Regions from separate parts of the Mus musculus genome. Here all the other regions are linked to region 6. A link is a contact called in public Hi-C and HiChIP or PLAC-seq data. All regions are on one chromosome and are shown on one strand. Each heading gives the region's core, a stretch centred on a gene start, on an enhancer-like site or on the middle of the called end of the contact. The rest is flanking DNA. Distances are from core to core; before and after follow the strand shown. Region 1 has its middle 110 kb from the start of Pik3r1. Region 2 has its middle 33 kb from the start of Pik3r1. Region 3 overlaps Pik3r1 (phosphoinositide-3-kinase regulatory subunit 1). Region 4 has its middle 34 kb from the start of Gm41044. Region 5 has its middle 22 kb from the start of Gm41044. Region 6 has its middle 33 kb from the start of Gm29927. Region 7 has its middle 100 kb from the start of Gm41044.

Region 1 (4,181 bases), core at 269-2,768, 750 kb after region 6:
ACTGCAGATTTGGCTTCTTTCATCCTACACAACTTTTGTCCATACAAATAATGTATTGGTAAGCTGTCTAAAAGGGAAATGTGAGGCTTAAATATATGTGTGTGTACATGTGTGTATACATACATATATATATATACATACATACATATGCACACACATACACATATCAAATATGTACATACATATGTATACCCACATGTATACACATGCATATATATATATATGTATATATATATATATATATATGTGTGTGTGTGTGTGTGTGTGTGTGTGTACATGAAATAAGATCTGCATTTCCTTTCAGAGTAATCTTTGTTTGGGTTAAATCCTGCATGTCTCTGCTTTATGTATTTGGGTTGCTAAACCAGAGAATCACTGTTATCTGCTTAATTCAATACATGATTTTCCTGTGAACTGTTCTAATCTTGGTTTCCCAAGCAGATGGGCTGACACCTAAAATGAGACTAGCTTTGCACCTACTCCGTGTCTGTTTAAATCCCCCTTTTTAGAGGAAGATGAAAGGGTAGAGGTTGAAATTCACACATTCGCTGTGATTGCTTGTTACCGAAGTTTCCAGACTTGAAACATGCAGTTGTAAAATATACAACTGAAAGGTTGCACCACACCACCCACAGCTGTCCATACCTTGACTGCCAGCCCTGTTTACAGAGGATTGGTGATCCCAGGAACCCTGTATTAGCGCACACTCTCAGAACGGATCTAGAAGCCATTTTGTTTTCTTCAGAGACCTGTTAGGCTTTTCTCCTATGACCTATGATCATGTGGGTTGTGTTCATGTTCTCTTCTTTCCAAGACTACTTTTCTCCCCACAGCAATGGGCAGCCTTTCTAATATGAACTCCCCCCAACCCACACCCACCCTTTCCCAAGTAGCAGTCCATTTGGAATGCTAATACTTCTTAAGATGCAATGAAAAACCAAAACATGTGATAGATTAACCGCCAATAGCTGGAGGTGTGGGGGTGTTAACTGCAGTTAATAGTTTTGTAATGGTAACTTCCAGCTTTAACTGAATTTCCAAGGAGAACTGGGAAGCGACTGGAGCTGCTGAGGCAAGTCTTACTTCATGGTCCGGGCAGCCTCTAGCCTTTCTTCTAAAGATGTGTTTATCAAGTTGTTTATCAAGTATTTTAACATTGTGGCTGATAACTGAGTGCCTGGGTCCCTTGCCCAGTGGCTACCTCGGAACTCCTCACCTTCTGAGTCACACTGATGAGTCTTCTCTCATGCTCTCTAACCACTGCCAGTGTCCAGGCTCATCAGTCACTTCTCTGATGACATGTATCCTCCCAAAGATGGCCCAGGCCAATGTCAAGGTCGCTCTTGACTTGGCATTCCGGGGATGATTTGACAAGTTCTCTCTTTCGAAACATGCTAATAAAAACTGAGTTGTGTATCTTTTGGGGGTTCCCCCCACGTATGAACTTCCCATTTAGAAAGTAGCCCTCTCTTCTTCAGGCAGAAGGTTGCGAACATATGGAATCTGTTACAAGAGCAGTTGGTTTGGGCTGTTTCCGAGCCCAAAGCCAGCTTCCTAACCATGACAAAACATTCCCCACAATCTCATTGTGACTCATTTTTATTTTTAAATAACCTCTGGTGTGGACGTTTGTCAAGACGTTTTTGAAAGGTTAGAGAAATTATGTCCACATGCTTAGTGACCTCCTTGGAGAATTCTGGCTGATTGGATACATTGTCTCCCACTGAAAACCACTGGCTATCTGTGCTGAGTAACCCATGACTGCTCTGTCATTTTCAGACATGAATTTAGTTAAGTCTTAATGGGTTCTTATCGCTGGGCTCAGTACTCGTGAGACCATATAAAGAAGGGTAAAGGCATCGTCTTTGGTACTAAACATCATAAAAATCACGTCACGGAGGGTGAAAAATGTCACATGATCATTAGTGAATGCAAAGATGTAAGTGTGGTGGTTGTTACACAGCAAAAAAAAGGAGCTAAGGAAAACAAAATTATAAATGTTTTGGGGAAATGATGGGAAAATATTCCCACAGGAGAAAGGACTGGTTTTGCTCTTTAAAAGCTCAACTGACTTCATTGGAGCAGAGAGAAGGGTTTCCCAAGGGGCTCTAGATGTCAAGAGGAAAATAACAGAATAAAGACTTGGAGTAGGGGTTGTCTGGGTAGAGGCAACATGAAGGGATCAGATGGGTTAGCCTGCTAAACTAAGGAAAGCCTAGAATAGCCATCCCCAAGCTGCTATGGATGCATGTGATATAGTTACTTAAGAGCTTAAGCTGAGTAAGAATGGACTAACACAGGGTGGGGATACAGCATATTGGCAAATTGGTAAAGCTTTGTCTGGTGTATCTGTACTTGGTCTGGTTCTCAAATGAAGGCAAGGGTAGGTGAAGTGAAATGCAGAATGATCACAGAAATAAAAGGTCTCAAGAAGGAAAATTGAAGATACAGGATTGCAACGATAAACATAAAGTCCCTCCGGGTACTAAAATTTGTCTTTGCCTTTGGTAGCGCTTTGAAAACAAAGCCCCATGTACCCGATAGCATTAAATGGCAGAATTTATTCTATCACTGCTTGGGAGGCACCAAGCCCAGCTACAAGAGCAGTCAGCCATACCGTGTTCCTTCTGGAGGCTTCTTCTGGTCTCTGGTATTTGTCAGCAACCGTTGGCTGACCAGGGTTGAGTCTGCCTCACTGTAATGTCTGCCCCATCTTCACGTGGGATGTTGTTGTTTGTTTTGTCTTTGTGTCTCTTGTCTGTGTTTCTGTCCTTTCCTCTTTTCATAAGGACAATAGCAGTGTCTTGAGCCAATATAGCATCTTATGTAAATGTACTCAGTAAAGATTCTGTTCTTGAAGTCACATTCTGATGCAAGTGAACATGACTGTTGAGAGAATCTTTTCACTCTGATGCAGAGGGTGAAATCCCCAGAGGCACAACAGAGGGGCCTCTTCCTTCAGACCCCAGGTGTAGTGGTAAAAATTAGTCTGAGTTTCTAGCCCACCTTGGCTCATTCAGTTTCCAGGTAAAAACCACAAAACCTTTATATTTACATTAGAGCTGGGCAGATATCAACCCTCTATGCTCTTTTGTCTACTTCCCTTCCAATACCCCTGACATATGACTTGCCATGTTCTACCTGGGCCTCTTTTACTCCAACTGGCCAACCATTATGGCCATATTCTCATGATCCATCTACCCCATAGCATCTTCTCTCTTCATCTCCCTGTGCTCCCCTCATGGCCTCCATTCAGATTCCAAACCTGGTAACTGAATCCCTGTCTACCTCTTTTCTGTCCATCTATAGGCTGTAGGCATCTTTATTGACCAATCTGGGATAACTTAGGGGTAAGGTTACATAGCATCACTTGGTGTACATGAGGATCTTCTCATCTCGGAAGCAACTTGAGTCAGCAACTTGAGTCAGTATTTAGCATCACAATACATAATAATAACAGAACAAACCTCAACACCCAGGAAGTGAGCTGCCATTCTGAGCATGAAGGGAGTAGAAAGTGGTAGGAAGGGAATGTGTTCTCTGACCATCTACAGAGCAGAACACTCTCTCTGAGGGGTAGGGGTAGGTATAATTGTGAAGGAGAATAGGGGCTCTCAAGTCATCACTGGGGAGAAACATCACAGATCTACTCTCCCATTATCAACATTCCTCCTACACTACAGTAGCACAATCTATAACTCTACATTGATATGTCATTGTTACCAAAATCCATGATTCAAAATCAACTGAGGCATATGTACCACAAGTCTTGAAAAGTATATAAAGGCCATTTATTTTATTTTTACTTTTTATTCTTTATGAGTTTCACATCATATACCCTAGTCCCACTCATTTCCCCATCTCCTTGTATCTGCCCTCCCCAACCCCCACGCAACCTCTCTTGGCTTCTGTCACACAGTCAATATTGGATCCTCACCTAGACTCCTCCCAGTTATCAAATCATTGATCTGTGTCATGGAGATCGGTAGCTTTGGATCAGCAGAACTTGACCTTTCATGTGCTCCAACGGTTGAAAGATGATGTAGATTTTGGGTTGAACCAACAGAAAGCCATGGACCTGGGTCTAGGTGGTATGAGCTGGTCAGCCTGTCAGCTCTCTCAAATCCACATCACCAGGGAAAACTCTGTAACACTACTCCAGATAGACCACTCAGTGCCAC
Region 2 (4,014 bases), core at 49-2,548, 820 kb after region 6:
ATTTTTCTTTAAATATCAAATTGTTGTTGAAAAAAATCTTTTCCAAAACTTTGTAAGATCATATGGCCTATTAGCAGTGGAGCATTTCATCCAAGCTCACAAGCCCAGGCCGAGAAATATTTACTGGAAAAGGAGGTTTTTTCGCACGCATAATTTTCCAGAATTGTACTATCCTCTGTAATGAAAAGAGTGATCAGTGCCTTGTATCTGAATCATAAATTTAGTCTGCGTTCCCATGGTAGGTCACCTGCTAGGGCCACAGCCATCTAAGTAGCATCAATATGGGCTCTGTATGGCATTAACTAAGAGCTTTCCCGTACAAAGTGACTGTTACTTTTATACTCCTACTAAGATTGGGTTTCTTTCTGTAACATTTATAAGCAGTGTAAAAAGTTGGACGATTAACGTCTCTGAAACGTTATTTTCTCTTTTAAAAGAGAAAGAACATAAAGGCCACAATCAAACTTTGAAGGGCTGTACCTACCGAGGGAACGAGTACAAATTCAGTGCCTGGCACCTCAAAGTTCTCGGTAAACGATGTTTGATAATAAACACAGTTATCTTTCCCAATCAGGAGAAGATAATCCCCTTTGGTCCACAGGAAACATGGCTCGCAGCTCTTTCCTCGGCATGTTTCCTAATTTAACTACACGAAGCATCTAGAAGGCACTCTGCCAACAGCAGCCTCTGGTTTGTATCTAAGCAAGTCTTGGTCATTAAGCAAAGTCAGGGCATCACTGGCCAAGCAGAGAAAGGCCACGCCACAGGGTACATCTGTGCTCGCCAATGCTCTCTGTTCTTGAAACAAGAATGCAATAATTAATAAATAAATAATAATACAATAATAACAATAACCCAGGACAGTTAGACAGTGTCAGATCCCAGCCCCAGGCTGGGGGGGGGGGGGGCGGAGGGGACGGGTAGGAGGGCTCCTTTCTCTTCTTGTTCCTCAGCACCTGTCACGGAGACGGGATGCAGGCTCGGCGGCCGCTTCCTCCTGCCCCCGCCGCCCGCCCGGCGGACCCTCGGCTCCCGGCAACGCGCCCGCGGCCCACGCCGACTAGAAAGCGCCCATTGAGCGCCTGCAGCTGCCGGTGCCGCTTGCCCAAAAACTAAATAAAGCCCCGACTGCAGTTCCAGCGAAGAAGACACTACTGTGTTCTTCCCAGCGCAGTCACGGCTATAAAGCATTAAATGCAAACTGCTGATTGTTAACGCTGCATTTGTTTACACCCCGAATCTTGAATCACAATGGGGTGGCTTTCGGGCTGCCAGGGCCGGCCAGGGCCGGCTTTATCCTGAATGCTGCAGCCTGTTCCCTGACTGGCCGCGCAGAAGGAAGTTGAGTAAATAGCATCGCCTTTGGCTTGCTGTGTGTGTGTGTGTTGTGTGTGTGTGTGTGTGTGTGTGTGTGTGTGTGTGTGTGTGTGTGTGTGTGTGTGTGCGTGTGATAGATGTCTGCTATGGAGACCAGTGGGATTTTGTTCCTGGTAGGATTGAAGGGAATGTATTGGAGAAGCCTTACTCTATTTGCGGATGTGTAAAACGTTCGGGGATTTGTAAGGTCTCCCAAAGGAGAATCCCCACACTGTATGAAATAAAGCAGATGCGAATGAATGAAAGGATTCTGGGATTCTCTTAAAGGGCTGCGGGGAAGGGAGAAGGATGGATGGGAAGTGTGGCCCACTGGCTAAGCTCGCTGATGGATAGCTAGCTGCAGCATTTATCCATCCCTAGCACCAAGCGTGACCATATATATGCCTTTAAAATCCAGCAGTCACTCTCTCTGCTAGTGAGTTAGAACGTTTTCACTTGAAAATATTGCAATGAAAAAAAGGCCCTTTGCACTCTGCCTTTCCAAGCAACAATCTGTGACAGAGCTTTTCTTTTTAAAGTTTGCGCCGTTAAGTTAGGATGTGCTTATATTTTTATGCAGTTATTTTAAATCTTTAAACATACACTGAAAAAGGAAAAAAGTTAACTTTCCTAAGTGAAACGTCTTTGTATCATGCTCTTCTGGTTTCTGGTGACCAATCCCTATGCCATTAGTATTCTTAAAACAATAATTCATAATGAGTAGAGTTATGCTTCACACAAGAAAATAAAAAACCTCCTGAATAGAGTTTGCTTATACCAGGTTGGACTTAAAACCTAGAATGAACTACTCATAGCTATCAACGTCAGGAAATGTATCTGCCCTGGAAACACACCACTGTCTTCAGAATAACTGCAGAATCATAGCGGGTTTCCGCACAGCATTTGGAAAGTACAGATACAGCGGTGAAATGACACCTTCTCACCTGCATATGTAATCCGAAGGGAAATGAAACGAACATGGGACACACCATGCAAATGAGAGACAAAGCTGGAAACCAGAGTGCTGGAGAAATGATTCAATTCACACAGGCATATGCTGTCCGCTGGCACCTTGCACCAGCCGACAGAGTCTTTATTCCACAGTGAAGAGCTTTCGAGTCGAAATGCAGAAGGATGCAGTGAAAGTCACAAAGGGGCAGATCTCGGAAGGGACATTGACAAAGCAGGAGGACCACCGGCAGTGCATTTGGAGCACCTGGTCCACCTAGAGCTGGTACTGGCTGTGAAGGAAGAGAAGAGAATCTGCAGTCTTGGAGGTCTCCCTGGGTAGGGGGGCTCACTGTCTGATGGGAAGATGAGATGTGCACAAGTCATGTGAGAACTGCACCGAGGCTGTAAGAATGGAGGGGATTGAACGCCTAATGAATGGGAGACCAGAAAACAAGACACACAATTCACAGGAAGACGATCGGAAGGTCTCGCACCAGAGAGAACGTTGGAGCAAAGGGAGAAGCCTGAGACTTTGCCAACAGGGAGACTTTCCTTCCACAGCTGGCTTAGAAACATAACTGTAGCTTGAAGGGTCCTTTCTTCCTAGCCAAGTTGGGACCCAGCACTAACACTATTAGATGCAGACATGCCTTCTTCTTCTTCTTCTGTCATAGGGAAATTTCCAAAAGATTTTGCCAAGGACACACTTAGACATTTTCAACATGTTCCAATTCAGAGTGGATCCACCATGTAAAAGAAGCATGGCATGAACTTGCTATTTAAATGGCACCTCTCTCTTTCTCATGTGGATTTTACATCCACCTGTACTTCAGGCAGTCATGAAACAAGTGTTTCCCCACTCCCATTAACTGATTTCAAACCCACAAGGATCTTGCACAAGGTTTGAGCTTACCCAGCCCCATAGACACACTCACCCCTAGACATTTCCTCACTCACAGTGTGAATGCTCTGTTCAGAAAGCGGAATGCAGACAAGCGACAAAGGCAAATGCAGCCAGAGTGGATGCAAATTATTAAATTAATTTTTTTGGAAAGCAAATTTAATTTTAATTAAATTTGAAAGCTTACATATTTGCAAAGACAGTTTGGTATTTAACTCTCAGACTCTTCATCCTAAAACCTTTTGCTTCCTTTGCAAACCTACCCAATGACTCCTAAGGTCAGGCAGAAACATAATTCCAGCTCTTCAAATAAAGAAGTCAAAATGAAGGGGCAAGCTTAGTTCTGTCCCCAGGTAGGACCTTAAATTGTCTGCAGTGACTGGAACCTAGATCAGTAGACGACAGCCTGTCCAGTCATGCAGCTGTATGACTTAGTTTGTTTTGTTATTGTTTCAAGACAGGGTTTCACTGTGTAGTCCTGGCTGTCCTGGAATTCACTCTATAGACCAAGCTAGCCTCGAACTCCAAGATCTGCCTGTTTCTGCCCCACCCCCACCCGGCTAAAGCTGTCATTCTAAGAAGGGGCTGGGTCAGGGGTTCACCTCCACTTGAGTTAGAGTCTTTGAATCTTGATCACATTAAAAATACCTGTGTTAAGATTAAAAAAATAAAAGACAGAATGGATTTATGAACATATAATGGAAGAATCACATGCCACAGGATGGAGCACGGGGGTAGGAGGCGAAAGCCTGTTCTTATCTTCAAGTTAGTTTTCCTCTGATCACCAGACCAGAATGTGCCTCAGT
Region 3 (3,603 bases), core at 430-2,929, 900 kb after region 6:
AGGTAAGGGGAAAAAGGAAAAAGGAAAAGGAAAGGGAGAGAAGAAAAGAAAAAGAAACTAGATTTTTGAAATAGCAATGTTATAGTAGATGAGTGACATTGTACTTTGGATAAAAATTTACAAAGCGCTTCTGACAATCGCCTGCTGTGTGCCCAAGGCCACTCAGGTTCTCAGCTCAAATGGTAGAAGCACCATTTTGAAAATCCATTGGTTTTCCAGGGTATCTGGTTATATTTAGATAGTCATTTTTTCTGCTGAGTATGTCCTGACAATCCCTTATGGCCCATGGTTCTTTAAGTTATCACTTGCTAGGCTGTACTGAGGACTCTGAGCCAGATTTAGTGGTACCCTGTAAACCCCATTGTTTGGGGGGATTGAGGCAGGAGAATCACAAGTTTAAGACCTGCCTGGGCTACACTAAGCGAGTTTGAGACCCAGTTTGAAAATAAATAGATAAGGAAGTAAAGGGATGGTAACTGACATCAGTTTAGTGGTTATCTTAGGGTTTCTGTTGCTATGCTAAAACCCTATGACCAATAGCAACTTGGTGATGAAAGAATTTATTCCAGGGACCAGGGATTTATTAGGGCAAGAACTCAAGGCCGGAACCTGGAGGCAGGAGCTGATGTGTAGGCAGTAGAGGGGTGCTGCTTACTGGCTTGCTTTTCATGGCCTTCTCAACCTGCTTTCTTATAGCACCCAGGACCACCAGCCCAAGGGAGGAACCACCCACAGTGAGCTAGGTCCTCTCTTAGCAATCACCAAACAAAAAAGATGTACCACAGGCTTGCCCACAGGCTAATCTGGTGGGGACATTTTCTTAACTGAGGTCCCTTCTTTCAAAACTGGCTAATTGCAATAAAACTAGCCAGCATGGTGGTGGAGTGCTTGCCTGATATGCAGGAAGCTCTGGGCTTAATCCTAGTACCACAGAAAACAAGAAAAAAAAATGGAGGCTCTGGGTACGTATAAGCCATTCTTGGGTCAAGTTGCCTGTGGGTGGGGGCAGCTTTGAGTTCCTGTGGATGAATCAGCCACTGACGCCTGACACTGGACCCAGCCGCAGAGGGTAGGAAACAGCGTTGCGCACCATTACAGCTTCTGTTCTTTCTTTCAGAAATTTCCAGACTCTTCATTCTTTCTCATTTTTAGATTTTGCGTGGTTTAAAAGTCTTTCTAGATGAACGGAGAAACGCACACAGTTGACTATGTCCTGAAATGGGGGGAAAAGAGAAACTTGGAGTTCCAGGTTAGGAGTCTCAGGAGCTGTGACCCTGGTTTGGGGTTTATGGGGTCTTGGCTGTGATTGAGAGTGACCCACCTGCATGTGTTCTGCTGGTGTCTGGTGGTCCAGGGTGGGTAGCAGAGCCTCAGTTTTATCAGCAGCAGAGATGGAAGATTTCAACACTTAGTATATTAAGGTGTCTGCCAAGAATTAGAGCAGTTGGCTTCCTGTGTCTCCTCTGAAGGAGTAGTGCTGGTCAGAAGCCCTGCAAGATGAGAACGTTTGCCCCTGGGACCCTTCTCTGCTGTTAAGTCAAGGGTTGTCTTCTAGACCCTCTGGGTCACACCTCTCCTAACATGAGGATCAGCCGAATTACAGGCTCAATTTCAGGCAGAGCTGAGCTTGCATCTGATGACAGCAAAGACCTCCATGTGTCTTTCATTATCCTGTTGCCCTGGGAGATGCTGTTTAAGTTGGCAAATGTCCTTACTGAAAGCAAAGCTTGTCACTGGTGAGATTACTAATCCCCCTTCCCCTAGCCCCCCCCCCCACACTCCCACCCCAAAGGATCAAATGCCAAGGAAAGGAGGGAACTGTATAGCTTTGAAAAGTGTGGCGAAGCCATCAAGTTCACCAGGAATAGTAGGGGTAAGATGTGGTTTCAGTTTGTTTACTAGGTTCAAGATGACAATATCTCAATAACAAACTTCAGAGGGGTGTGTATACATGTGTGTGTGTGTGGGGGGGGGTGTGGTGTTGTGTGGTGTGTGTGTGCGTGTGTGTATGTGTGTGCTTTCCTGCTGGCATTCAGGTGTGTGTGTGTATGTGTGTGTGTGGTGTGCTGTGGTGTGTGTGTGCGTGTGTGTATGTGTGTGTGCTTTCCTGCTTGCATTCAGGTGTGTGTGTGTGATGTGTGTGCCTGTGTGTATGTGTGTGCTTTCCTGCTTGTATTCAGATGTGTGTGTATGTGTGTGTGCTGCCTGCTTGCATACAGATTTTTGCATGTGTGTGGCATGTGCTGCCTGAATTTCAAACTCCTAGAAATCATTTAGAAGCTCTAGCTTGTTTTGGTCTTCAGTTCCAGACTTATTGATAGTAAATTTCAAGAAACTTAACAAAAAAATCAGACTGAGCTTTGTGATTTCTAGGTCAGAGGTACCCAGTCTTTCTTTGCAGAGAAGAACCATTTTATTTTACTTTATTTTTTATTTTATTTTTACTTTTTAACCTTCCTCTGTGGCCTTGGGGCCAGGCCGGTTGGAGAAAAGACTAACTCCTTCGTTCACAGAGCAGCTTCAGTAGATACAACCTCACTGCCATCCAGTGGCGGTTGGCTCCACAACACAGGAGCTGACGACTAGACCCACTCTTTCTCCCAAGCCTTTTTTTTTTTTGTTTGCCTCTGCTGCTCAGTTTTCTATTTTTTTCCTCCTCCCAATATGGTACCTGCACTATTTCCTGCCTCCCCAGTGGTAGGAATCGAACCCAGAACCTGCCCGTGCTTGATGATCCCCGCCACCTAGAACTTCTCAGCCCCTGCAAGCAGTATTTGATAAGAAAATTTGACTCGGGCTTAAGGAACTGAGAGCAATTGAATCTATTTACCTTGCCCCATATTCCTAACAGTAGTTCTTGCTATCTGGCTCCCTACCCTACTCCCCCAACTAGGCATAAAGTCTGTATTTTCTCCTTGACTGTTTCTGTTGCTTTGGCCGAAGGATTAATGCTCAGCGGGTGCATCTGCTCGCCACACTTACTTTAAAGCTAGCTCCCCATCTCCCTTTGAATTTGTACTTTGAGCTGTGGTTGACCAATATCCTAGCATGGTTCATGACACTTTGCCTGCATTTCAGTTAAGGGTTATGTGTCCCATAGGATCTGAGCTGGCCTCAGAGAAGGAGCCAACTAGCAAATGGAATTATTTTGCCTTGTGAAAAATTCCAGCCTTTTAAAACTGGGCTCTGAGAAATTAAAAAAAAAAAAAAAAAAAGCAAATATTCTTGGGAAGAAATGGGGTTTGTGAGTACTTGGCTAAAAAGTTTAGGAAAGGAAAGACCATTTCCTCTGGCCTCAGGAACACATTCAATGTGAAATATGACTGTTTTTAAAAGAGCCCAGTTTAAATTTATTTTGGGGTTATTTATTTGCCTTGAAAAATAAATGGATCCAGTGCTTATAAAAAAATGTTCAGAATCCTATTTAAAATAAAGTGAGATTTTGCTAAGTTAGGCAAGGTGCTCCCAGCATGTGCTATTAATTAAAAGCAGCTGGGGCTTTTAGACGTGTTTGCAAGTCCGCACCATGAGCAGAGCTGTTGGAATCTGGTGCACACGTTTGGCTCACTTTACTGGAGTTCTTCATGGTAGCTGGAACACATG
Region 4 (3,786 bases), core at 225-2,724, 650 kb after region 6:
CACATATTTTCAATACATTGGCCAATTAATAGCTTTCTACATTAACTCCTCAAGCTACAACAAGAAGTTTCTTGAATGAAGGCTGGGCATAGCATCAATGTATGGGTGTAAAAATGTAGAAGGCATTTGACAACACGGTGATGTAGCAAAACAATAATTGTAGGTTCCCCACATAGACCCTATGACCTCACTTACCTTGGGTTCTTTACTGAGTGTACAGAATCAGCCATGGGTTCCATCCTGTGGGAGTGAGCCTCAGGTCCAAGCAGTTGGTTACCTCATCAAGCATTATCCTTTTCACCATGGCCTGCCACTTTTGGAGATAAAAAATTAAAGCTCTTCTTAAGGTTACATCTCAGTTATTTGGTGGGAAAGAAAGGTTAACAGAAGAAAATGATATACGTGACTTCCTTGTTATCTTAGAACTCTAAATGTTTGAATGAATGACTAGCCAGTATCCATGATGCCCCCAATTGATTCACTGCAGAAAGCACAATTTTGTTTTTCTTTAATTTTATTTGAGCAACTTGGAAGTTTAACAATTTCTTCATAAACCTATTTCTACAGTTGGCATCGACTTTATGTAGGAGTGTTATAACAGCTTTGAACAAGTGGTGTTTACGTTTTCCCATTTTCATTATGATGCAGTCTTCCTAGCAATAAACAGACTCCTTTCTATTTTGATGGATAAATGTTCATGTCTGAAGCTTGATATGAAGCCTCAAGCTTATAATCCCAGTATTCAAAAGACTAGAGCAGAAGAGCCTCAAGTTTGAAGCCAGCCTGGTCTACGTTGCAAGACCCTGTCTCAGACTCAGAATCTAAGACAATCAAACAAAGGAAGAAACTTAAATGCAAAAACTTAAAAAAATAAAGAAGAGGAGTGGAAAAGAACAGAGGGAGAAATGGTAGTGAGGAAGTGGTTGGCAAAAGAGAGCAAGGAAGATCAGGAGGGGGAGGGACATGTTTGAGAGGAAAGTGATGAAGACAAATGAAGGACAAATGTTGTTGAGAGGAGGATGGCTGTCCCAAGTGAGAAGGACCAAGAGCCAAAAAGAGGACAAAGCATATGTTGGTGTGGATTTATTCCTGGATGCCTGGAACATTACAGTGAGCATCCCTCTGGCTCTCTAGGCAGGAGAGTTATTATAAGCCAGAGCTTGGGGTTGGGAGAGAGAGAGAGAGGAGAGAAAGTACTCATGCTCCCAAGCCAGACCCAAGTATCACAGTACCAGTCAAGATGGTGACATCTAGCAAAGAAGAATTGCTTGCTACCCCCCAGGACTCACTAAATGCTTAGGAATCTAGATACTGGAATCACTAAAAATATCTAGCTGTTTCTCTTCAAATTTGGGCTGAGTCTCCTTTCGCAATACGAACTATGATCCTGCCAATTTTAAAGTTTACAGCCCCAGCTGTTGAGGAGTTATGTAAGAACAAAAGTGATCAAAGGACCTCAAGAATGGAACATGCCCACACACCCCCTCCCCCTCGCTTGCATAATTGCTAGAATGGAATGGCAATGCAAAATGCAATGGAAGCATCCTCTGCCCGGCCTCTGTCTCCTCTCTAAGGAGACAGGGATAGGGGGTGCAAACAGCTTGGGGGGAGGGGGACTAATGAGAAATTGTGCTGGATTCAAGCAGTGCATATATTCTCTCTCTCTTTCTCTCTCTCTCTCTCTCTATCTATCTCTGTCAGATGATAGACAGACATATATTTGCAGAAGGTTAGACAGAAAGATTTTAACAGCCAAAAGAACAGGGAGTTTTCTAGGAGATTGTATATCCTAGGATTGTCAGAAGTTACACATATAAAGTCTCAACATGACTGCCTAAATGTTAGCTGAACAAGAACACATTAAAGTGACTAGGGAAAGCCCACCTCAAGCCTACACAAAGAAGGACAGGCAACTAAGAAATGTTGACAGTGAGAGGAGTAGGGAAGAGCTCACCAATTAATTGTTCAATGCCAAATGGTCAGCCCTGAAAGAATATGTCCAAGTAACATTGTATGGACTGAGCAGGTGGTGTTTAGGAATTCATATGCATATACATATGCAATTGTATGTAACAACAATTAATGAAAAAAGAGGCTATAAGTTTGAAAGAGAACAAAGGTGAGTTTATGGGAGGTTTGGGAAGAAGGAAAGGGAAACAATATGATATTGTAATCTCAAAAAGCAAAGAAATAATAAAAAATAAAAGAAGTTGTGACGAGTGGGATTTGACTTGTTACTTTAGATTGGCCCTTCTAACTTTTTTGTTTGTTTGGTTTTTTTATGACAGAGTTTTTGTGTATAGTCCTGGCTGTCCTGAAACTCACTTTGTAGACCAGGCTGGCCTCAAACTCAGAAATCTGCCTGCCTCTGCCTACCGAGTGCTGGGATTAAAGGAGTGTGCCACCATGCCCGGCTCGGCCCTTCTAACTTTAAATAAGATGCTCTGAAGTACCATATGCAGTCTTTTCTTCTTCCATTCACTCCATCAGCCTTATCTGGGCCTTCCATTTTTCTGGTCTGTATCTTTTATCAGACTGAGGAAAAGAGAATTAATATAACAAAAAAGATGCGTTCACACTCTGGATATTACAGCTTTCTCACTGGTCTCCATGCATATCCTTCCTCTTACAGCCTTTCCTATTCTGTAGAGACATGAGGTTGTTTTCACTCTCTTATGGACCTGCTCCAAGCTTAACAAATGGAGGTCAACCTAGCCTAGCTTTCTTGCTGCCTCTATGGTTTGGTCCTTCTACTTTTCTCTTATCTGCCACCTTTCCTGTAAACAGCATCCCCTTTCTGAATCATGGCCATCTTTTCATACCTCTCTCTAGTACCTTGTATCTAATTTTCCTAGGACATGGCATTGTCTCAGTTCTCTGAAATCTTTATATTGTGTGATTTATAAGGAGGCGTGCATGTACTCTGTGTTTTAGTTCTTGCTAGAACCATAGGTTAGCTGCTGGTTTGCAATCACACAGTATCATCTTGAAGAACTTGAATCCCAATAGCTCTAAGAACACTGACCTAGAATGAGATGTAACGTCTCAGCATTTAATTGCTTCCTGACTCCACGGCTGGGAAAAGGTCTTTCCATCATGTATAGGAATGGTAGCTACACTCTTCAGCAACAGGAGCCAGGGATGTGGTTCTATAGGTTGCTTTAACTGTATTCAGTGTCATAATTCTATGACTTAGAAAAACAGATAGTTTTATCACACATAAAGAAAAGGTTTGGCTAAATCTTAGAGATATTGTCCCCTAAGAAATCAACTCTGTTGACAAGAACTTTTTTATTAGAGATAAAAGGTTTGCTTCTAATAGGAGATCAGTAGACCAGAATGTCTGGGGATCATGAAATTTCTATAGTTATTTTTCAAAGATAACATTTTTTTAAGACAGCTGACATATTAAATATAAAATACAGCAATATGGAAGAAAAAATTACCCATGGAATGTAGAGCTTATATGAGACTTGTTTACACATATACTTGCAAGCATCAAAGTTCTATTTAAATGTGGCCTCATTTGAAGTATTTTACATATGTAACCTATGAGTATATAACATGTTCTTATCATGTGGCATTAGTGAATACCAAAAAATAAAAAATAAAATAGACAGCATAAACTAAATCCACCTAAACAAAAACCAAATTTGACATAGAAAACAGCAGTGAGAAAATGAAAACTTGAACTTAAAATAGCTTTGAAAATAAAAGCTAAAATAATTTTAAAAATCCTTATCTTACATTTCATATTCTTTATTATTTCATATCTGTGCTAAATAT
Region 5 (3,768 bases), core at 457-2,956, 590 kb after region 6:
GGCCCTGAAAGTGCTAGGAAGAGGGAACTTCAAGAAAAAGAAAAGAAATGAAGGGGGAGGAGCTGGAGAGGTGAGAGGTGAAGAAAGACAAGGAAAGAGAAGGGGAAGACATGAAGGAAGGTGAGGGAGAGGGAAGACTCAATGTAAGCAAAAGAAAATGGAAAAACCTGTGAACTGTGGTGCTGCAATTCTAGCACCTGAGAGGCAGAGTCAGGGGTCTGGCTACAACTCTGAGGCCAGCCAGGGCTACATAGGAAGATCCTATCTCAGAAATATTAGTATAAGAAAAAAAAAACCCTATAAACATGTCTTAAGACTATGACCTTCTGCAGTGTGGAGGGCTCCATTAAGCTCAGAGGGAATATTAGGCATTTTTTTCTGAATATTTGCACAGCTTGGAGACATATACATGAGGATTCATACAGAAGAACGTGTTGTGTGCACAGGATCAGCTGCTGACTGGAGGCACTGTTGACTAGCTGCAGTCCTCACAGAAGGCAGACACAATAGGGAGATTGTCTTAGCCAAGAGCAGCGAAAGGGACATTGGCTCCTTCGCTTTCTATCAAAGGGATCAAGCAGAATTTATGGAAAGACATTCTATTCCATGTAAATATTAGCTCAAAAAATAATTGAAGCAGAAAACAGTTCAGCAAATTGTTAACTAGGTAATAAGTATCCAAGGCATGGCGTGGAATCCATGCCATATCCCAGAGATATCTAGGTCCAAGAGTCCAGCAACTGTACAGAAGAACAAATTATAAACCCTGGCCAAGATCTAAAGTAATATCACCTACAGTGTGATATTACAACGATGATATCAAATATAGCAATACTTCTCTAGGAACTTGTCACCAAGGGAATTTCCCTATCACCCACCACACCCATTCTCAACCCTACCACTAAGCGAGAAAGTCTGGTCTGCTATCAGAGGGTAAGATAGTTTGCTGTTGCGTTCAGAAAGTGCTGTAGTTGTACTTAGAAACAGGTGCCTAGAGAAGCTGGCAAATATTAATAGGCAACATCCCCTAAGTGCTAATGCACCAGGCTGTATGTTAAGAGATTTATAGTCAGCCCTACTAGGACAGGTATTATTATTTGATTGGTTTTATAAGCTAGGGACTGAAGTTCTAAGAGGCCAGGCCACTTGCTTATGGTCACAGAGGGAACAAGCATAAAAGCAGGGTTCACATCTACTTAGACGGATTCCAGAGAGGTTTTTTTAACAAATAATTTATGTTCATTCTTTGAAGTAGAGACAAAAACACAGCTATTAATAAGAGCAGCAATATTTCTTTAGCTCTTTCGAGCTTACAAATTATTTTTGGAAGTAGTATTTTAATTGACAATCACAAGAACATTGTGACACCCCAGCATTGTCCCCTTCTCTAAACAGAGGAACCCCATCACTGGCAGAATTGCCCCAGTCAACAAACTAGGATCAGGCCATTCAGAGACATTCCTCAGCCTCCTCCATGCCAGCTCCTGTTGCCCCGTTCTTGCAAGTATTCCAATTTCCCTTAACCTCATTCTCTAGGAATTCAATTTAAAAAGACACAGACAGAGCCTGAAGTCTACCTCTGAAAGTCACCTCACTGTTAGTCTTCTGACTGTCACACCTCCTTGATGTCCTTTGCCACGTGGTCTTCCCGGGCACCTTCCTTGTTCTGACTGATCTACTCCGTGGTATTAGTCTGGTATGAGCATTTGGCTCCGTGCGTTCAGGAATTTCTCTCCACTTCAGCTCCACTGTGTCCCTGTTCTTTAATTAGAGGAGTGTAGGTGGAAAAACATCCACAAAGCCTGGAGTGCAATACAAATTATCTGCTGCTTTCAGATATTTATTTTACTAATTATGTACCAATATGTGACTTCTTTTGCTGTCTGACATAAGGTTTTTCAATCCCATTTTGTAGACAAAATGACTTCTGATGGACGGTGGATGTCAGTAGCACTACAGAGACGGTTCTTTACTAAATCTGTCTGGCTTCGGGATACCTGTAGGAAAAAAATGAAGCAAAGAACTCAAAGACAACACAACAGAAGGTCACCCCACACCATGTAAGAGAGAATGGGAGGCTATAGCTTTGAGAAGGTATATTGGAGTCCCCAGCCAACTTCTCAGCATGCATCCAAAGGAAATACTAGAATATTAGAGACTGGCATATGTTTGCTTAGTGCCTCACTGTTTACAGAGGCTGCAGACCTTCCAACAAACAGATCTGTAAAGAAATGTGACATGTGTATGTATGTATGTATATGAATGCTACTGAGCCATTAGAAATGACATTTTAGGGCTGGAGAGATGGCTCTGCCATTGAGAAGACCTCTTCCAGAGACTCTGGGTTTGATTTGCATCCTCTACATGGTATTCTACAACAGTCAATAACTCTAGTTCTAGGAAAATGGGTGCTCTCTTCTGGGCTCTGGCTGGGGGTCACAATAGTATTGTATAGACAAATAACACACACAAATTAAAATTTTAAAGAAAACTTTTGAAAAAAATGACAATTTGGAGACTGCTTCCAAAGAAAAGTGTGGTAAATGGCCCGTGTCTAAGTATGATCAGTGAGGACTTACTTGGAGACCTGAACTTCAAATTGTGTTTTCCACTGACTATTCCTGTAGAATATGATTCTTCGTAAGCTCTAGCAGACTTACTGTGGCTTCATCGCCACCCCAGACTTTTAGCTATTCAAACTGGAGTGTGAAGAGTGTTGGAATTATTTTTTTAAAAAATCATAATTCTTGAAAACCATAAGAATCCCTGTGACTGAGTTTGTGCCTGAATCTCAAATTTGAAAACACTAAGAAACTTACTCCTGTGTTCCCCCACCGTAAGTTGTAATTCTAAATTGTATGACTGTTTGCCAAGTTCTTGCACATTTCCAGGGGCTTGACCTGACTGGGGCAGCGAGGACATGAAGAAAAGACAAACACAGATAAGTAAGTGCACCAAAAAGCTGAGATCCGTGGACTTGGCAATCTAATAGAGAAACCACAGAAACCAGAAGCTCAGAATGTTTATGATACACAGTTGAACAGGAAGGTGGGGTTATAGCATACAGCTAAATCAGGGAGGTAGAGTTAGGTAATCTCTCTAGAAGCCTTCTTTGTCAGGAACAGACCTCAGGCTGTAAATATCTGCTTGGAGAAAGCTATGGTACATATTTTCTGCACACACTATCAGCTCCCTAAAGAAGCTGTTGCCATCCTTCTCGGCTCTGCCTGGAGAAGGCTCCACCACTCCCACGAGGCTGAGGCAGTGAGCGCTTGGCAACGGGACTCCAATCAAATCAGTCACTCAGAGTTTCATTCACTCCAGGCTTTCCCCCTCTCCTCACAATTGTTTATGAATGAATGCACTGAATTTTGTTGGTGGTGTTGTTATGTTATTTTGTTTTGTTTTTAAGGATACTATTATTAACAGCAAAACAGAGTATGTTGCAGGATATTATGTGACGTGAAAGAACTCAAACATAGAAAGATATGTTGTGCTTGTTCCCTGGCCTATGTGCGTGCTCTAGGAAGTCTATTGGAATGTGTGATGGTTCCTGGAGGCTGAGAAAGTGGAGGGAGGTTGGATAATGGACATCAAGGCTCAGTAAGACAGACAGAATAGGATCTGGTGTTATATAGCACCATTAGCTCATAATAATTATTACCATATTTTATGACTTACTAGAAGATGGTGCTTGAAGTCTCCAAACACACAGTAATAAGATGTGCATTCTGATTACTTTAACTTAAGGAGTATCTATTTCTCCAT
Region 6 (3,957 bases), core at 439-2,938:
CCGACTAGGCCATCTTTTGATACATATGCAGCTAGAGTCAAGAGCTCCAGGGTACTGGTTAGTTCATAATGTTGTTGCACCTACAGGGTTGCAGATCTCTTTAGCTCCTTGTATACTTTCTCTAGCTCCTCCATTGGGGGCCCTGTGCTCCATCCAATAGCTGACTGTGAGCATCCACTTATGTGTTTGCTAGGCCCTGGCCTAGTCTCACAAGAGACGTCTATATCAGGGTCCTTTCAGCAAACGCTTGCTAGTGTTTGCAATGGAAGACACACCTTTTTTTGATTGCTTCTTCTCTTGAACCTTAATCCCCTTGAAACACCGGGCATTTCTCCCAGTTGTCTCTGGACCAGCTTGGGCTTGAAGGATGTCTAGGTTTGGAGGAAATAGGAACAGGGTCATTTGTGTTAGAGAGATAAAGATGTGCAAAGGACCAGATGAACAAGGAATGTGGAATAATCAGGAAATGTAAAGTTAACTCTTGCTGGGAGGTGGGAGGGCTGGCCAGGTTTTCCAGGACACAGTGGTGGTCTGCCTGAGCATCTTGTTTTTGAACACTTACCAGAGCAGCCCAAGTCAAAGTGAGGAAAGTGATAAGAACCAGATCACAAGGATTTTGTCTGTCATACCAAGGAGCTGATGTTTGTCCTCAAAGTCAGAGGATCGTGTGGTGTGTTTTTTTTTAGAATAGTGTGACATGTTCATATTTAAATTCAGAAAGACACACCAGAAAACCAATTTAGTGGGATAAGGTTGAGAGCAGAGTGGCCAACTGGGAATTGGGTTCTCAGCTGCATTGATTCTAGGTAGGCACACTGAGGGTAATGGGTTGAAGTGAGGACAGCCCCATGAAGAGATGCTAAGGATATCGTAACAGTAGTATCCAGTGGCCATAGAGGATGAGCTGGTGGTGAAGGGGGAGATACGCCATAGGTTACTGGTTTGGGCAACTATGGGATGTGAGACACTCATCAATCTAGAAGGTCAGCAGGCTTGGGGGAGTCTGAGGACATTTGCCTAGACTTGTTTTATTTCCTGACATGGTATACATCGTGTTTTGTGCTGTGTTTTATAACTCATTCTCTTTATATTTGCCATGCTCTCTCTCCAGATGGATTCTGATTCTTCCAAGGATCAGGATCACAGCGACCAATGTGCTTAAGCCCCAGCATCTTTAAGTCATTATCACACCTTGAGGGGGTCACATCACTAAACACAGGGACACGAGGCCCCCAGCTAAGCACCATGAACAGCTGTGCACTGGATCATTTGTACTGATGGGGATGGCAGGACCTTTGCACTGGGACATGACTTCACCCTGAAACTTTTCCCCTGAGGGGAGCTAAGCCCCCAGGCCGAGGTGGCCTTTCTGGGAAGCAGACCCACATCTCATGTTGGACAGCAAGAGGCTGAGGGGCAATGGGGTGATAACCCAGGCTTTGGGGGTCTTTCTCTCTCTCTTTCTGCTCCGCAGAACCCCATAAATCCTTCAAAGAGAGTAATTAATTTTCCCCAGCTAAAGAGTGTCTTTTGCATTCTTGAAACAAATGAAGGCGAAATGTACAGAGACTTCTGGGAAAAGCCAGTGTGGCGTGAGCACAACCGCTGGGTGTTCCTATGCAGTGGAGTGGCCTTTCTTCCCCTCCCCTGAATGGTGTTCTTTGCTCTCAAGTTAACTCATGCACTGGATTCAGTCCAAGTACATTTTGTTTCTTGACTGGAAGCCAGACTTCTCACAGTTAGGGAGCATTCTCTTCTCTACTCCAGTCTTTCCCCAGACTCACTCTCATCTTATGATCATTTCAGCTTTCCTATGGGGTTGATATGATAGTGAGGAGAACCTACTGGCTTAGGTAGATCTTCCACTTAGACCGAGACCCCAGTGTCTCCAGCCAGTCCTCCACTCCGAGTCAGTCTGCTTGGACAGGCTGCTCTGCAGGCAGCAGAGGCAGAGCACTTCTGAACTCTGCCCTCTGCAAATGCTTTCCAGATGTGTGAACCCCTGCCTCCCAATTCACTCTGACTGTAGCCCTGCCAACATACATCTGCAGATTCCGAGTGCACAGGAACTTGAAAGAGGAGCCTCGACAACATCTGCCGCCTTTCCCTAGCTCTGCCTCTTGGCCTTCTGAGACATTGCCCCATATTTCATCTCCTCCCTTACAGCAACCCATTCAAGAATGACCCTCCAGATCTTCTCTGTTCACAGAGGCTGGTGTGTCGGTCTCTCCCCTAGCCCGTCTTTGGTTGGCTCTTGGGACAATTGACTGATATATCACCAGAAACATCAAGGAAAAGTTTGAACTCCCCAGGGGAGGAAGAGCTGATCTTCCTCTCCTGGGCTGGTGACAGTCCTCAAACTGTGAAGGGAGGGTTACCCATGAAGAGGCTAACACAGAGCCCTATAAATAAATAAATAAATAAATAAATAAACTCCCAAGTCTTCGGTAGAAAGATGGGAGAGACATCCCTTCTTCAAAGGCAAACAAGTTTGGCTTCTAGAAAACTGAAAGTCCTTGTGTGCAGAATGAGTGTTCCCCACCCTCACCCCCTACCAAACACACCCCTCATGGCATGGTAGCCACTGAACTGAGAGATCAGATGAAGACCTTTTCAGAATTCCAAGGAGTGAGGAAAGAGCCAGGCATCCTTTCTGTGAAACAGCAGATGTTTCCTGGGGCCTTCACTCTCCCTAGGGAGTCATCTGATGGCTAAAAAAATAGATGCTCAACCTTAACTTTGCCTTTGATCATTACAGACCCTAAACTGTCCTCCTACATTGGGGGCGGGGCATAAACCCTAGGAGAAGAAAGGCTGGTAACATGTGAAAAGGGACAGAGAGCAAATGGGCCTTCAGGCTTACAGTTTGAGAAGGAAATAGGTCTAAGGGAGACCGTTCCACCTATGTGGGACTAGATCTCAGCCAGAGAGGCCTATCTGAGTTTATAAAGCCAGCTGTCTTAAACATGGCATTAGCCCAATGACAGGGACAATGTGGCCTGAAAGATCACTTTTTGTTTTGCCCTCTGGATCTGTGGGGCACTTTAAATAGGTAACAATTATTCTCTGCCTAAGTAGTCCTGGGCACTTTGTTCCCCAGAGTATTAATTCATAGACCTATTATTTAAAACAAACAAACAAACTACAAACAAAGCCAAAAAGCAAAAAACAACACCAGTTTTATCTTTAAAGCTTTGGAATAGCAAGGTGATGGGCTGAAGTTAGGTTTGGAGTTTCCTTCTTCCCCAACGTCTTCCCAGAGAGCTAACTCAAGGCTCCATGGCAGTTCTACCACCATGGCAGCGATTTTCTAGAGAACAGAAGAGGCTACGTCCTCCAAAGATGTAGAAGGAAGAATGAGCACAGGGTGAGGCAATCTTTTCTGCTGCAGGATAATTTAACCACTGGTTGCTTGGTGAGCTCAGTTATCCTCACAACCTCTTAAAGAGAAGAATCCAAATTGCGTGGGTGATGACTGAAAATAATCCTGGGCTGGTGAAGTTGGATCTGACCTGGGAGGAAATACAAGTGAACCATGAGGGGCTGGAGAGATGGCTCAGTGGTTCAGACCTCTTGCTGCTCTTGCTGAGGACCTGGGTTCAATTCCCGGCACCTGCATGGTGGGTCAATACCATCTTTAACTGTAGTTTTAGGTGATTTTATGCTCTCTTCCTGCCTTGCTGGACACCAGACACAAATGTAGTGAATGACATACATGTAGGAAAACACCTCCCCACAAGATAATAACAATAAAAACACTCGAGCCATATTTTCCTCCTGAAGTTGTCATGCGTTGGGCTTCCCTGAGTGTGGTCATTTTATGAGAGTGTCTCTGTCTGTCTTAGGGTTTTACTGCTGTGAACAGACACCATGACTAAGGCAACACTCATAAGGACGTTTAACTGGGGCTGGTTTACAGGTTCAGAGGTTCAGTCCATTATCATCAAGGTGGGAACA
Region 7 (3,654 bases), core at 362-2,861, 710 kb after region 6:
AAAAGATCACCATGTCCCTGCTGGCAGCCAGATGTCATGGTGGCCTGTGGCAACTGGTCACATTAGGTCAATCTACAGCAAGTCAGTCTATGCCTGGACTAACTTGTGATGAATAAGCTGAAACATGCTCCACAAATTCAGTAAGAGCTCTAACAATCATTAACTCCCATTATGAAACAACGTTGTGAGTGTAAACACACCTTTAACAGACATTTCTCTAGCCAGAAGAGCTGATAAAAGGTTTGACTGGGAAGGTGGCCACAGACATGACCTATGTGCCTTTCTATTCGTTCATCTCTCTTCCTTCCTTTGGGGATCTTTTTTCTTTACCCCTTGCCTGTTTTCTATTTATAGGCATAACATATTTGAGCGCGATGACCAGATGACTAGAAATAGCCTAGGTCATTTGTTCTGTTAGCAAAGTTAGCTCCTCCCTTTCTTCAACTAATCTATGATTGTGTTTCTCGCACTTAATAATGGGTGTGAATTGAAAATGTGATACCAGATAAAGAAAAGAAAAACTAAAGTCTCCTTTTCCAGAGCCTATCACCACGAGAGCATGGGCTCTGACATTTCTGTTCTTTTCTTTTTGTTTCTCACACGCATGAGAGATTCCAGGAAAGCTTTCTTTTCTTTTCTTTCTTTTTTCAGCCTTTTTTTCTTCAAACTAAGTAGCGTTGGTACCCTGAGCCAGAGAGTGCAGTGGCTGGTGAGCGAGTGTTGACTTGTCTAAGCAAAGCACTGCTCAGAGCATTAGGAAAGGGAAATCCAGGGACTGGGAGCAGATTGTGGCAATTCCCACACACTTTGTCTCACTCTCTTCTAGCTGGGTATGCGTGGCTAAAGTCACGTTGCAGCCTCGCCTTGCAAGGAGGGAAACAATAAGCTAACAGGCTTCCAGCATAGACTTCTCACATTGGCCTCCAGAAGTTAAAATGAGTACAAGGCAGACTTCCAATCCCTAAAGAGGTTGTTGTGTATGTAAACACACACACATACTCCACACACACACTGTACATACCACACATATACATATATATGCACACACAGAGACATACAGACACACACTCCACATACCACACACAACACACTATACACACACCACACACACACACACACACACACACACACACACTACACCATACACACACATACACACATACCATACATACTTTATACATTACACACCACATACACACATGCACACATCACATACACACCACACACATACCAACCACATACACCAGCCCTAAAATAAAACATCTACTGAATACAACTTCCAACTGGGGCACAGATCTGAACAAAAAACACATTTCCTCACAACTTTGTTGCCTGGGAGTGTCTTTCTGGACCCCCTCTGTACACCACTTCTATACACACCTTCAAGATACCAAGCACTCCTGAACACTGCCTTTCTTGACCCTGGATACCAAAGAGACGTTCTGCCTTTGTAAAAGGCCACCCCTGAATAGTCTTGCTAATGTATACCTTATCTGTGGAGACAGAGATAAGAAGGCCCAATCAATAGCAGCCTGTGTATAGAACAAAGCTTTGGCTTAAATACTAAGGCTAAGAGCAACTTGGACGAAATAGGGAACTGGGCTTAGGCCAAAGTCTGGAGCTGCTGCTGGTGCAAAGAGGGCGGTTTTTTGTGTGGTAGATTTACAGCATGCAGCATAGACCATCAGCCCTCCTGACTGCCCTTAAGAGAGTTAGACATCCCGATTTGCATTCCCCACATGGCTCTTAGAAGCATCCTGAAGCTTGGCCACAAGCCAACAAGACTTGGAACGCCAAGATTCAAGATACCATTTTTTTTTTCTGGTTCACAGTATTTCTAAATATGAACTCTCCTTCTAAGCAAGGAGAATTTAATTTTTTTTCTAAGCAACAAAATTTTTATAGAGATCAAGGTAAGGAAAGCTACTGTTTTTGTCTGGTTCTCTTCAGCTGGGGTCTGGGTCCTCTTCCCATCACACTGGCCACGTAGGGCATAATAGGGCTTATATACTGGGTTTAGTATACAGATAGGTTCTCAGATCTGCATGGTTTATTGTCCTAATTTCTTTTTCTGTTGCTGTGTAAAATAAAGACAACTTAAGAGAGAATGGACTTGTTCTGGTCCAGAGTTCAGGTTAAGGTCCACTCTGGCAGAAAAGTCACAGTGGCAGGAACTGAAAGGAGCTGGTTACGTCATATTCGGAGACAGAATGAACGGGCAACAGACACCAGCATGTTGGTGCTCTCCTTCATTTCTCTGTTTTAAACATGTCAAGGCTTGGTCCTGCCCACCATCATGAATCAGGACAGTCCTTCACAGACATGCCTTAAGACCTATCTCCTGGGTGACTCTAGAGTCTGTCAAGGTGACAAATAACACTAATCGTCACATCTAGAGCAGTCGTTCTCACCATTCCTAACCCTGTGGCCCTTTCATGTTGTGGGACACCTCCCCCCCCCCTGCCCCCAGCCATAAAATTACTTTCATTGCTACTTCATAACTGTAATTTTGCTACTGATATGAGTCATAGTGTAAGTATCTGTGTTTTCTGATGGTCTTAGGCAACCCCCTGTAAAAGGGTTGTTCAACCTCCGCAAAGAAGGTCACAACTCACAGGTTGAGAATTGCTAGCCTGGAGGTACAACTGAGTCACAGAAGGTGCTCACTCTCTTTCCTGTTCATCTTGTGGGCCCTGGAATTTAGGGGGAGCTAGACTCACAGAAGGAGGTTTTTGCTTGCTGCTTTGCTTTGCTTTGCTTTGGAAAACAAGATTTTAGATTGTGGGGGTTATTTGTTTGTGGTTGTTTGTTTTTGCCAATTGGAAACAAACAAAAACTACCATGGGAGTGACACCAGTGAGCTCCCAGTCATCAGACTTTGTATTTTCAAAAGGGTGTTTGTCCTGTTGACCCAGTCTCTTCAATTGGTCATATGGTCGATACTGACAGCTTTCTTTTTAAATGTCCCCAAGGGTGGCACAAGGGTGTCTTGGATTTTGACCACAACTAAATCTGAAAGCTGCTTTTGATAGTCCCAATAATCGGTGCCTTTTCGTTTCCTGCTCTAGAAGTAGTTACTTACCTTGAGTGTGAGTTGGATTTATTTTTGAGGTGCTGAGATTTGAACCCAAGGCCTTATGCATGGCTAGGTCAGCTCCCTACAACCACTAAATCCTAGTCCCCAAGATTCCCATCTATAGAGTAGAATACAGCAAAAGTAATGCTATAAGTTTCTCAAGACTGGATAATGTGTGCCCATGGCCGTCTATTTTTCTAGCATTCTTATCCCCAGGAGTCTTAAGAAAAGGCTATGAACTTTGTGAGAGGCTGAGGTGTAGAGTTTCTGAACAGTAGCTGTCAACCATCCTGTGCAAACCCCACCCCTACCCCACCTTTGTTCTTCAAACAACACTGGGATGCAAGTATTTGCATGGCATTTTCATTGTATTCATTGTTATCAAGAGATAATTTAAAGTATACAGAAGGATGTAGATCAGTTCTGTGCAAAGAGTGCTTAGTTTTATATAAGGGTCTTGAGCATCCAGTCTCCCATGGATACCAAGGAACAGCTATATATCTCCACTTCTACTTTTGTCAACAAGTTTCTCTGTAACACAGTGTCCTACTTTTATGTGGCTGCTTTTCTCTGAGTGA

The links. A called contact is a pair of places that touch in the nucleus more often than the background predicts. HiChIP or PLAC-seq counts read pairs in DNA pulled down with a chosen protein or histone mark.
Region 1: a Hi-C map of uterus shows a contact between it and region 6. The contact joins two enhancer-like sites. A contact is called at or near these places in 3 of 484 Hi-C or Micro-C datasets (bone marrow-derived macrophages and uterus).
Region 2: a contact with region 6 is called in an H3K4me3 HiChIP or PLAC-seq map of forebrain, with 6 times the contacts expected there. The contact joins two enhancer-like sites. A contact is called at or near these places in 3 of 484 Hi-C or Micro-C datasets (bone marrow-derived macrophages, muscle stem cells and uterus) and 4 of 115 datasets of contacts at active chromatin or transcription factors (craniofacial prominence, embryonic basal ganglia, embryonic forebrain and 1 more).
Region 3: a contact with region 6 is called in a Hi-C map of uterus, with 5 times the contacts expected there. The contact joins two enhancer-like sites. A contact is called at or near these places in 1 of 15 datasets of contacts at CTCF or cohesin (the NIH/3T3 cell line), 17 of 484 Hi-C or Micro-C datasets (Th2 cells, bone marrow-derived macrophages, cardiomyocytes and 12 more) and 6 of 115 datasets of contacts at active chromatin or transcription factors (the NIH/3T3 cell line, bone marrow-derived macrophages, embryonic basal ganglia and 3 more).
Region 4: a Hi-C map of uterus shows a contact between it and region 6, with 3 times the contacts expected there. The contact joins two enhancer-like sites.
Region 5: an H3K27ac HiChIP or PLAC-seq map of heart atrium shows a contact between it and region 6, with 6 read pairs. The contact joins two enhancer-like sites. A contact is called at or near these places in 1 of 15 datasets of contacts at CTCF or cohesin (large pre-B cells), 2 of 484 Hi-C or Micro-C datasets (both in liver) and 2 of 115 datasets of contacts at active chromatin or transcription factors (cardiomyocytes and heart atrium).
Region 7: a Hi-C map of liver shows a contact between it and region 6, with 2.1 times the contacts expected there. The contact joins two enhancer-like sites. A contact is called at or near these places in 3 of 484 Hi-C or Micro-C datasets (the AML12 cell line, liver and psoas muscle) and 1 of 115 datasets of contacts at active chromatin or transcription factors (heart atrium).

What each region holds. Positions count from the first base shown.
Region 1 is chr13:101,877,113-101,881,293 of GRCm38.p6, reverse strand. No RefSeq gene overlaps it. Among named protein-coding and RNA genes, the nearest start is that of Pik3r1, 110 kb to the right of the region's middle. Within about 2 kb of position 1,518, at least 41 of the 459 cell types and tissues checked have an H3K27ac peak or open chromatin away from gene starts, as enhancers often do. A contact at or near this core is called in uterus, where this site is marked.
Region 2 is chr13:101,798,720-101,802,733 of GRCm38.p6, reverse strand. No RefSeq gene overlaps it. Among named protein-coding and RNA genes, the nearest start is that of Pik3r1, 33 kb to the right of the region's middle. Within about 2 kb of position 1,298, at least 186 of the 459 cell types and tissues checked have an H3K27ac peak or open chromatin away from gene starts, as enhancers often do. A contact at or near this core is called in craniofacial prominence, forebrain, muscle stem cells and 1 more, where this site is marked.
Region 3 is chr13:101,727,962-101,731,564 of GRCm38.p6, reverse strand. The region is part of intron 2 of Pik3r1 (phosphoinositide-3-kinase regulatory subunit 1); the gene reads left to right. Among named protein-coding and RNA genes, the nearest start is that of Pik3r1, 38 kb to the left of the region's middle. Within about 2 kb of position 1,679, at least 59 of the 459 cell types and tissues checked have an H3K27ac peak or open chromatin away from gene starts, as enhancers often do. A contact at or near this core is called in the NIH/3T3 cell line, neural progenitor cells, neural stem cells and 2 more, where this site is marked.
Region 4 is chr13:101,978,034-101,981,819 of GRCm38.p6, reverse strand. No RefSeq gene overlaps it. Among named protein-coding and RNA genes, the nearest start is that of Gm41044, 34 kb to the left of the region's middle. Within about 2 kb of position 1,474, at least 12 of the 459 cell types and tissues checked have an H3K27ac peak or open chromatin away from gene starts, as enhancers often do. A contact at or near this core is called in uterus, where this site is marked.
Region 5 is chr13:102,034,144-102,037,911 of GRCm38.p6, reverse strand. No RefSeq gene overlaps it. Among named protein-coding and RNA genes, the nearest start is that of Gm41044, 22 kb to the right of the region's middle. Within about 2 kb of position 1,706, at least 22 of the 459 cell types and tissues checked have an H3K27ac peak or open chromatin away from gene starts, as enhancers often do. A contact at or near this core is called in heart atrium, where this site is marked.
Region 6 is chr13:102,623,447-102,627,403 of GRCm38.p6, reverse strand. No RefSeq gene overlaps it. Among named protein-coding and RNA genes, the nearest start is that of Gm29927, 33 kb to the right of the region's middle. Within about 2 kb of position 1,688, at least 134 of the 459 cell types and tissues checked have an H3K27ac peak or open chromatin away from gene starts, as enhancers often do. A contact at or near this core is called in the NIH/3T3 cell line, craniofacial prominence, forebrain and 7 more, where this site is marked.
Region 7 is chr13:101,912,863-101,916,516 of GRCm38.p6, reverse strand. No RefSeq gene overlaps it. Among named protein-coding and RNA genes, the nearest start is that of Gm41044, 100 kb to the left of the region's middle. Within about 2 kb of position 1,611, at least 50 of the 459 cell types and tissues checked have an H3K27ac peak or open chromatin away from gene starts, as enhancers often do. A contact at or near this core is called in heart atrium and liver, where this site is marked.